Linked DNA regions of Gasterosteus aculeatus: region 1 is linked to region 2. A link is a contact called in public Hi-C data. All regions are on one chromosome and are shown on one strand. Each heading gives the region's core, a stretch centred on a gene start, on an enhancer-like site or on the middle of the called end of the contact. The rest is flanking DNA. Distances are from core to core; before and after follow the strand shown.

Region 1 (5,015 bases), core at 1,724-4,223, 43 kb after region 2:
TTTGTCAACAGACTGTTGGTTTCATTTGCGGAGAATAAAGAATTTGCCTTCTTGCCGTTAGCTTTTAGGAAGTTCAGACACCCGTGCATCTTGAGTCAGAGGTGTCTAATCAATACTACATGTTTGCTCTTTTCACTGTTGGGATCTCGCCTTTCCTTCATAACATCTTCAGCTGTGTTGTTTAGTAAAAAGCCTCTGTGACACATCGTCAGTTGGACTGGATGGTGTTGTCGTTAAAAAAAGGAGCTGCCATGTTGCATTCCATTAAACGTAGGTTCTCTGTAGCCTTAATGTCGCCCTGCCAGTGAGATTATTGTGCGATTGACTTTGCTTTGCTGCCACAGTGACAAAAAGACTGCTGACGACTGAAAAGTGTTAAAAGCTTCTGGAGTTGTACAGTATTGGAGATGTTGTGACAACAGGTGTGAGCGAGTCCTCGAGCCTCCGCATCAATCCACCCTCACGCTATCGTATCATTTACCGGCTCATTTAACAGGAAAAGCAGAAAAAGAAAAGAAAACTGCCGTCTTTCTCTTAGAGTTGTACATGTGCTTTACTGATTGAGCAGGTGCTTATCGAGAGCGTATTGTAGGCATTTATTTTAGCCGTACGACAATGACAACAATCATATCACATCTGTACAGCGTTATTTGTTGTTATTTGTGTGACAGTTGTTAAAGAAAAAAATGAATACAATACTATGCATATTCATAAATCTTGTTTGATGGAAGTATTTAATGGTTCACTTTCATTTCTACGGGGGTCGTTGTGGCGCAGGGGTTAGAGAAGGTGTGCTGGGAAGCACAAGGTTGGTGGTTCGATTCCAGGCTGCCACTTGTTCCATGTCGAAGTGTCCCAAAAAGCCATGGGTTTAAAGTGTAATGTAAGTCGCTTTGGATAAAAGCGTCTGCTAAATGACATGTAATGTAATGTAATGTAATTTCTCTCAGAGAAAAGACAATTTTTATCCAGGAATCCAGCATTATCTCAAGAGTGGAAAAAGTGCTTCACATCTTCGAAAACTACAAACAACTTCTTAACTCGGTTCACTGCGCCAGGACCGGTTGGATACGGTTTGACGGATGATTTAATATACTTTTACGTTCTGTGTGGCGTAAACCCACCCGCCGTGTGTTCCCGAGCAGTCTGAAAACAAACACCGGAAGGCTCCGGTCTGCACGGAGAGCCGCAGCAGCCACATGCAGAAAAAATGACTTCTTCAAATGACGGCGCACGGGAGCCTTTCGTCTAATCTAGATCCGGCTCTGCAGCAATAGGTCTGGTCAGGGTCAGCTATACAGGTATTTATGGTACAAGCAGCAGATTGCAATGAATTGATGACTTCCTTGGCTGCGAGAGGCACTCGGGAGGGGGACAGGGGGAGAGGTGGAAGAGGAGGAGGGGGTGCGCCGAGTTGTATCGCTTCAGCAAAATGTAATAGCGATAAAATGAGGTGCTTGACGGCTGAGAAATGATCACAGGATTGGCAGCGCCGGTTTTCTAAAGGCAGTTTGAATATTAAGTCACCGGACATGAGGGGAATAGACCTTTTAAAAGCCCGTAGCCAGATGTCATTAACCAGGCCGAGGGAGGGAGACGGAGCGGACGGGGGTCGGAGCTGCTCCCCAGACAGCAAGACACACATGGTTCCCCTCATTGGCCCGTAAACATAACTACGTGCAGTATTGCTTTCTTTTTTTTATTGAGGCAGCGTAAAGTTTTGAGCAAAGAGACACAAAGCCGGGTCAGGCGAGGCCTGGGCTTGCATTGGCAGGCCCGGACGCTCTGCAGCTGCCAATTTTCCCTGTGAAAAACGTAAACAGGCAGTCAGGACCAGCGCACACTGCTGATCTACCGCTCGCTGCGCAACGCCCCTCGGAAAGACTGGGGCAGAAGGCGGCCGTGCGAGGGCTTCGGAAGGGCGAGGATGCATCTTAGACCAGCGTATTAGGTGATTGCGCCGGTATTGATGGAGAAAAGTGTATCAGCGAATGAGTGTCGGGAAGACGATTTTGGGCGGCGGGGACGTCTCACACGGGAGAAAAGACGTGGAGACGAGCTGCGCATGAGCTCTGGGGATTTGATCTCAGACTATTTTTGGGGATGCTGGAAATACCCGCATACTTGCTCTTGTGCCCAGTAAGCTTTTGATCTCAAGGATTTCTAACCCAAATCAGTCCTGAGTCCAGGTTCCTGTGTCTGTGCATACTTTATTCTCTTCTGTCCACTCGTCCCACACGCCGAGCCATCCAAACAACGATCCGTTCCATTCAGCAGATTGACCCCGGAGCGTCTCTCCCTCGGCTCCTCAAGGGTTGTGAGGCTCAATCAGCTGTCGATTCCACATCGCAGCGTGCCGCTGCTGCAGAGAGGAGCGCATCGTGTTTATCTGCAGTGACAGCTGGCTGGAGGCAGCGGGGAGGGGGGGGGGGGGGGGGGACACTGTCGCTGTGCCTAGTTTGTCTGTGATCTGGCATCTGCCCAGACACTCCACCTTTGGCTGGGCCCACTGTTGTACACCACCGCTCCGTCTTCACTCCCTCTCCCTTTCTTTTCCTTTCCTTTTAGTCCCCCCCTTTCTATCGCCGCAGTAGATTGGCGCCCTCGTACTCGGGGCAAGCCGCGCGAGTGAGCGGCTATTCATCGGCCTTGCCGCCACACGTGTTGTTAATTTCGCACGGACCCATCGAGAGCCGGCGCGTGTGATTCGAGGCGACCCGGCCTGTGCAGCCGGGCCGGCCAAATCTGTCTTTTCCCGCTCGCTGTTCGCCAAGCGCTGCTCCTTTGCCTCCAAGCAGGCAGATTTCAGGATGTCTGGCTGTGCAGGAGTGCCCATTCGCTGTGATTATTTCATCATGCTAGCAGTCGAGTTGCGATAGGAAAAAAAGAGAAAGGCGGCGAGATGAGTCACCGTTAGCCCTCTGCTCTGATTCCACTCTTCATTTTCACAGAGGGGGGGCTCCTGTAATGAAACGCTGCCCCCGCAAACAAACCTGCTCCTCTCACGCAGGGCTTCACGAGGGCTTCCTGATGAGTTGGCAGCTGTTTTGTATTTTATTTTGGTTACCATTGCCCGGGCACCGTTCCGCCGCCCCGTGTTAAAGTAGATCCTCTGCCTGCCGCGGCTGAGCAAGGGTCAACAAGGAGGAAATTTACTCTATTTGTAACCTCAAAGATTTGTTTGTCTTCAGCTGGTTTCGCTAAGCGCCAGCCGCCTGTTCACACTCCCGCCGCCGCTTTTGATGTGTGTCTTTTTGCTACTTATGCGGTGTTGTGTTGACATTTGACCAGAGTGCTTCTGTAATCTGTTTTTCTCCCCTCGCTGCCTGAGAGCAGGAGCTGTATAAACATGTCCTTCCTCCACGGGAGGCGGAGGGATCATTCCTCATTACCGGGAAGGCAGCGAGACCAGAGGCGCACAGCCACTGCTGCTGTAGGAGTGGCAGCGGCGCGGGCTCTCGTGCCGTGCATGCATGCACTTTATACGCACACAATAGGAACAAGGCGGATCACAACGGGATCCTGGGAAGAGAAACTCCACCAGCCAGATTTCATTTCTTGACGGTAAATTGTTAGTGGCACCGCAAACAATTCAGGTTTCCACCTCGGACGATTTAAGTTCATGGAGCTATTCCCATTGCAGCCTTTTGTTTCTGGTCTTGGGAGACATCTTGACTAAACCGCCTTCGCACCTCACCACACTTGCGTGGCGTAGCGGGCGAGCGGACGCGGCGGCCCATCAGCCTGGCCTCACATCGCCGCTCGTACACTGCAGCGGCTGATGAGACATCATTCAGACCCACTGGGACCCTCGCACCGGGCCCCCCGACGCTGTGCTCCCCACTAGATGACTGACAGGCTGCTTCCCACGCGGAGGCAGCTTGTGCAGGCGCCGGTTACGCAGTCAAGTGAAAGGTTTCTCCCATAGCGGAGGATAATAGGGGCCACTTCAACTAATAACTAAGTGATTCATTAAGAGTTGCTTTCATTTCCTCCGTCCACTAGCTTTTTATTCATTCCTCTGCCTCATTCATTAATTTAATTCCTCCAACATCGCTTCTCAAATGCTTTTCATTATTAGTCCACTTACATTAATACAGTTCTGCAGGGTTGTCCGTGTCTAAATGTGTCTAAACGTGTATGAGGTTTGCATTTGGAGAAATTTTGGTCTTCCAACTGTTTCAGATTCATACAAGAAGCACCCTGGAGAGCAGAATATTTTACCATTAAATACGTAGATATGTAGATTCAAGGTTCTGTGTGTGTGTGTGTGTGTGTGTGTGTGTGTGTGTGTGTGTAATAACAGCAAAACATACAGACCCTCTGGTCTCTATTAAAGATGTGCACAGATGGCACAGATCTGGGGGTATTTCCATGGTTAAACTGCGTGTGGTTTTATACTTAATGTGCCTTTATGAATATTATTAGTCAAATAATTACTCAATTCTCATCTACGTGTATGTACATGCATTACAAAATAGTCTGACACTGTATAAATAATGTAAATTGTCCCTTTTTTTGTTTATAAAATCAACACACATTATTTTATACCAATTACCTAACATTCACTCTTACAGCTTTGGTTGGGAGGCCTCATGTGAGAACTAGGTAAAAATGAAATGGAGAAAGAAAGAATTTAATAATTGAACAAAAACCTAAAATCCGAATAATACGACTATATGCAAATGTTCAGAAGTGTTAAATATATAGACTATAAGATAAGCTTGATACTGTATTATTCCAGTATTATTCCTGCCATGGGCAACATTTATATATTCAGGTAAAACAGGACCGGGTAAAATTGTTCTTTGCAAACCAAGAGAACTTGATAAACAATAAAAGAGTGAAGTGCTGTTCTGTTTATAACTTCAAAGGATACTTGTGGATCTGCTGCAGGATTAGCACCACTTTCCTGCCTTCAGTGTGACATGGCACTTTACCAAGAAAAACCATAGTGTAAGCTGTACTCCCATGTTACTGACCCCTGCAACGCCTCATCTAGCAGGACACACACA
Region 2 (4,882 bases), core at 1,587-4,086:
GCTGTGGGGCCAATCTCTCTGTTTGATTAAACTTTGCTCCACGGGGGTATGACGTATCCAAAGGCACTTAGGTTTACAACCTCCCGCATTGAATTATTGACACCTCGCTGCCCTTCCTATCAGTTTCTTGACTAATCCGCTGTTGTTGCCTCACTCATTTAAGCAGAGGACTTCTGTTTTACTTTCCGCAATAAAGCTGTGATTCATTCACGATTCAGTGGCACCTGCAGGCACAGGCCAGGGACATTTTTAGATTTCCCATGCAATATCTGCCGCGCTTATAAATAATCATCCATGTTCAACATGAAACAAACAGCTGTTGCCTTTGAAGCAAAGATGCGGCGCGCGGGCTCTGCATTAGATCGAAATAACACGGGCCGCGCAGATAGCACGCAGGAAGAGAGAGCGAGAGAGATGAAGAAAGCCTCGGCGGGGGAGGAGAGGACGAGATATGAGGGCGGCGTGCACGGAGGCTCTCAGTCAGGCAGGATGTGTAATCTCTCTGTCTCTGGAGCGAGCGGGTTAATTTTTCATGCGGTGGTTCGCGGGGCGATTCCTACAGCCCGGCCATGGTTTCCCCAGAGAGAGAAGGAGAGGAGCTTGTTGCTCCGGGGCCCCCGGCGAGTTTCTTGTTGAGTCTGCCTGTAAATTGCCACCAAACCAGTGAATTACCCCATGATGTGTCGCGGAGGAGGCCGGGAGGCCCCACAGGCAAAGGACTTACAGTATGTTTTCCCTCGCAGTGATTCTTCACTGACAGCTCGGGCAGCAAACTAAGATGTCTCATTTAGAATCCAACAACTCCATATTAAAAACAGCTGGCTGCCACCGCGGCTAGTTTCTCATGTGAGCTGCTGCTGCCTGTTTAAAAAATATTGGCACAAAATTAATGGAATAATTTGTCGGAAAAAGTGACAAATTGACAGAGTTAGCGATCATCAATCGTAATCTTGACGAATGTGTTAAAAAACACTTTAACTATGATTTTTTTGCCATATTGATGTTATTTCCATATATGTTTTAGTGAGCGAGGCTTTGGAAAAAGCTGGCATCTGACATAAAAAAAGAAAGAATAAAACATGCACGGGCACAATGATTTAATATTGATGTTCTTGTCTGGCAAAGGTTTGCAAAGCGGCACAAAATCTGCCAGTTGAGCCATGACGATACCTTAAGGCAGCTGAGAGATGGCTTCCACAATAGGCGAATGTAGTCTCGATACTGACTGTGCACAATTTATGATGTGAGACCAAGAGAATTTATTTCGTGGGGATTTGTGTCTTCCAGCTTTCTTGTGTTCTACTGTGAAATCTGGGCTTATTGATTGAGGACACACTGTGTACTTGAGGAGAATTCCTTTTTTCTTTTTTCATAAAAAAAAAAAAAGAAATGTATCGCTTAAATCAGATCCTTCACCTCTCAATCCCACGTACACGCAGCACACTCTTCGAATCGAAGGTGGAAAATCTCAACAGAAAAGAAACAAGAAGCACCCCCCCGACGCTGACGACACCGGATGATCCCTTATCGAGGTGGCAGAGGCAAAGAAAAACAATTCTGACGCGTTAAACATCATAAAAGCGTGACAGGCCGCCTCCCTTCGGCTCCCAGCGCAGCCGTGGCTCAGCGTCTCGAGGATTAATTCCCCCCCACCCGCAGCACACAGCGTTTGCATAAAAGTACTTTCGTTTTTGCATTTCGGTGCCCCGGCTCGCAGTTTCACAGAAGATTCTCCACAGGAAAGAACATTCCCACACCTGAGCCGCCTGAACACTGCCTGAACACTTCTGCCTGGCGCTCGCCGCTTTGCTTTCGCTGCTAGTAGTAGATGTTTTGTCTCCTTCTCGCACACCTTCCCGTGAGATAATTACCAGTAAGCCTGTGATATTAAGTGTTCATCATCAGTGCTTCTCTCAGTGATGAGAGGTGTTAACCGGCCGGATGTACGTAGCTCACAGGCGTCTTCTCTCATCAGACAGGACGAGCCGCTGACTCAACGGGATGAGGTTGTTTACCATGAGCGTGTCCTCGCCTCGTCCATGACTTGGATTCATCTCATCCTTGCATTGCATGTCACACTCGTCTTTTCGGTCGATTCCAATGGGTTGTCTAAATGCATGCGTTGAGGTTCTGCCACAGTACTGCAGCTTGATGATGTCAGGTGGCGTTTTAGATTCAGTGAAAGGCGTCTTGCCGGGAATTAAAATGTGGGATAAAAGATTCACACCTTGACCGAGGTGCATTTACTGCTCAGAGCGAGAGAGGAAGTTACCAAATAAACAAAGTATGATGCAAATACTCACCAGGCATTTACAAAGGAGGAACCTCTTCCCTGCCATCTGGAACTCGATTAGATGTTTTATAAATGTCCTTCGTAATTTAACGTAAAATGCAATGTTTAATTTCTTTAATCTTTCTAGGCTGAGTTTGATGTTGTGAATACGTTGTGTGTGTTACAGTGTGACAAAGAGGAAGGACGGTAGAAGAGTCATGTACAGATTGTTTCTTTCCAACTGTTTCATACATTACACTTTTATTTGCTGCCTATACAAGCTCGCATACTGTTGTTTGCAGCATGGATTGAATGTGGTGCAGTGATCCTTTGACTTTTGACCATCAACGCCAATATAATGCGTAATATAACCGTATGTTAACAAAGCATTTTAGACATTCATATGGGTTTGATTAAAAAAAGCGAAGGCGCGGCCAGAGTTGGTGTGTGTGATGTCCAACATGGACAGAATGGGGAAGATGTCAAAGCCTGATAGATGACGTCTGTGTGTGTGTGTGTGTGTGTGTGTGTGTGTGTGTGTGTGTGTGTGTGTGTGTGTGTGTGTGTGTGCCAGTGACAACAGTCCGTGGGACAATCGCGATGTGGCATCAGCTCTCGCAGACAGACAGACTCAAATAGTGCAAGAGAAGGATTTTTTCTTCTTTCTTTTTTTTTTTTTTTACACCAGTTTCCTTCCTACGCCGGAGTGCGAACCAGAGGCGGCGGAAGTACGTCATCGACGTGGGCTCTCGCCACCGCGTCTCTTAATTTCGGATTGAGGGGAGAAAGGAGAGGGATGGGGGGGGAGATTGTAATCACTCCTGTCGCTTTAAGGACACTTATCAAAGCCGTTTTATGCGAATAGAGAGAGAGAGCGAGAAAAGGAGAAAGTCCCACGAGCCCCCGGAGCAAAGTGAGCAGCGAAGTGACGGAGCGGATTTATAGGAAACTCTACGTGATCTAAACTGGAATAGACCGCTTCACCGCCTCACGGAGTTTGGGCTGCACGCACACACAACCGCGCGCGCACACACACACACACACACACACACTGGATGCTTGTCTCGTTTCGGAGGCTTTCGGAGTATTTAGCGAATATTGCGCTGAAGTAGCGTCCAGACCGCCGGAGCGGGGAGAGGAACGCGGGTGTTTCTTCGTTCTTTCCCGCGGGGAGAATTCGCTGCTTCTTCCCTCCTCGGGCGGCGAGCGGTCGATGAGGGGACCGTGCTAACGTTCGCTCTCGGGACGGATCGTATCCCGGAGCCGTTTATTTGACAGCCCCCCCCTGGATCATGGGTCGGGGGGGCGGCGGCGGTGGAAAACAACAACGGGCAGCGACATGATTTCCCTGCTTCGTCTGCGCCACGCAGCGAGGCCGGGCTCCGACCACCGCTCCTTGTTATTCCCACGCAAACAAAAAGTTACAGCGCGGCCGTGACGCCTCGCGGATTTCAACTATTTCGCCGTTTTTTCTTTTTTTTTTTTTTGCACCTGCTTCGGCGGACGCCGCGTCGACACGCCGCCGATTCGTGACGAGAATAGCGCGTGGATCCGCGTCGCGTCGCCCGAGCGGGGGGGGGCACCTGAACATTTGGGCTCATCGTAAATGGAGATCGGGGAGGTGTGTGCCCAAGGTCATTGAGTGCTACCCGGCCGTATTTTTGTGTTGTTATCGAAACGCGCACACACACACACACACACACGCAGCGCCGTCGTCTACGTTGCAGCGCAGCCTACAATTGTCAGTCCGGTGGTCGCGCGCCGTGGAGTTGTTGCGTTGCTATTTGTCTCCGGACACCGCGAGCTTCCGTCTCCCGACAGCATGGACGGCGCGTTGAAGCCGGGTCGGAGATGCCGGACCAAGCGGGAGCGGGTGCGCAGGCTGCGGGAGGCGGGAAGCAGAGACGCCCGCCGCAGCCCCGACCCCAACTCCTCCTGCTCCGACAGGGAGGGACACAGTCCGGGGAGGGACGCCGCCTCGCTGCCCGGCAAGAAGGCGCCGCGCCCCGCGGCCCCCGCCAGAGCCCCGCGTCCCCCCCGGCGGAAGAGACGCGAGTCGAGCTCGCAGGAGGAGGACATCATTGATGGATTTGCTATCGCCAGTTTCATCAGCCTGGACCGCCTGGAGGTAAGCAACGGGTTACCTGTGTGTGTGTGTGTGTGTGTGTGTGTGTGTGTGGGGGGGTCTGCAGCATTCTTCAACAGTGGAGTGGTTCTCAAAGAGGGGCTCCTTGAGCCCCCCCCCCCCCCCCCCCTAACCCCCCACTCCAGCAATGCGAGGACTAGTCCAATTCTTCTCTAATTGACTCAAGAGGATGTCAATTACACTGAATAAGGATGACTCCTAAACTTCTGATTTAGAGGAGCCCCCCCCCCCCTCCCAACACACACACACACAGATATTGGTTCAATATGTGAGCCATGTTGATTGGATTGGAATGTGTCTGTTGGGGGTCCCTGAGATGATGCTGTTGGACACGACTCTCTTTGAGCGATATTGCAAGTTGAAGGTTTTTGTGGGTGAGATGTTGGTGATGTTGAGGGAAGTTGTGATTCACTGCTCGCTGTCAGTGCACTCTTGACATTTTGCTCTTTTAATAAAGTGCCATT

The links. Hi-C and Micro-C count contacts between places; a contact is called where the count stands out from the background.
Region 1: a contact with region 2 is called in a Hi-C map of whole body, with 1.5 times the contacts expected there. The contact joins the enhancer-like site here to the promoter of fbrsl1 in region 2. A contact is called at or near these places in 2 of 6 Hi-C or Micro-C datasets (skeletal muscle and whole body).

What each region holds. Positions count from the first base shown.
Region 1 is chr13:16,968,483-16,973,497 of fGasAcu3.hap1.1, forward strand. The region is part of intron 1 of fbrsl1 (fibrosin-like 1); the gene reads left to right. Among protein-coding and RNA genes, the nearest start is that of fbrsl1, 43 kb to the left of the region's middle. Within about 2 kb of position 2,974, at least 7 of the 9 cell types and tissues checked have open chromatin away from gene starts, as enhancers often do.
Region 2 is chr13:16,925,137-16,930,018 of fGasAcu3.hap1.1, forward strand. It overlaps fbrsl1 (fibrosin-like 1), which reads left to right and starts at 2,837. Exons shown (of 19, transcript XM_078087546.1): 1 at 2,837-4,400. The coding sequence starts at 4,095.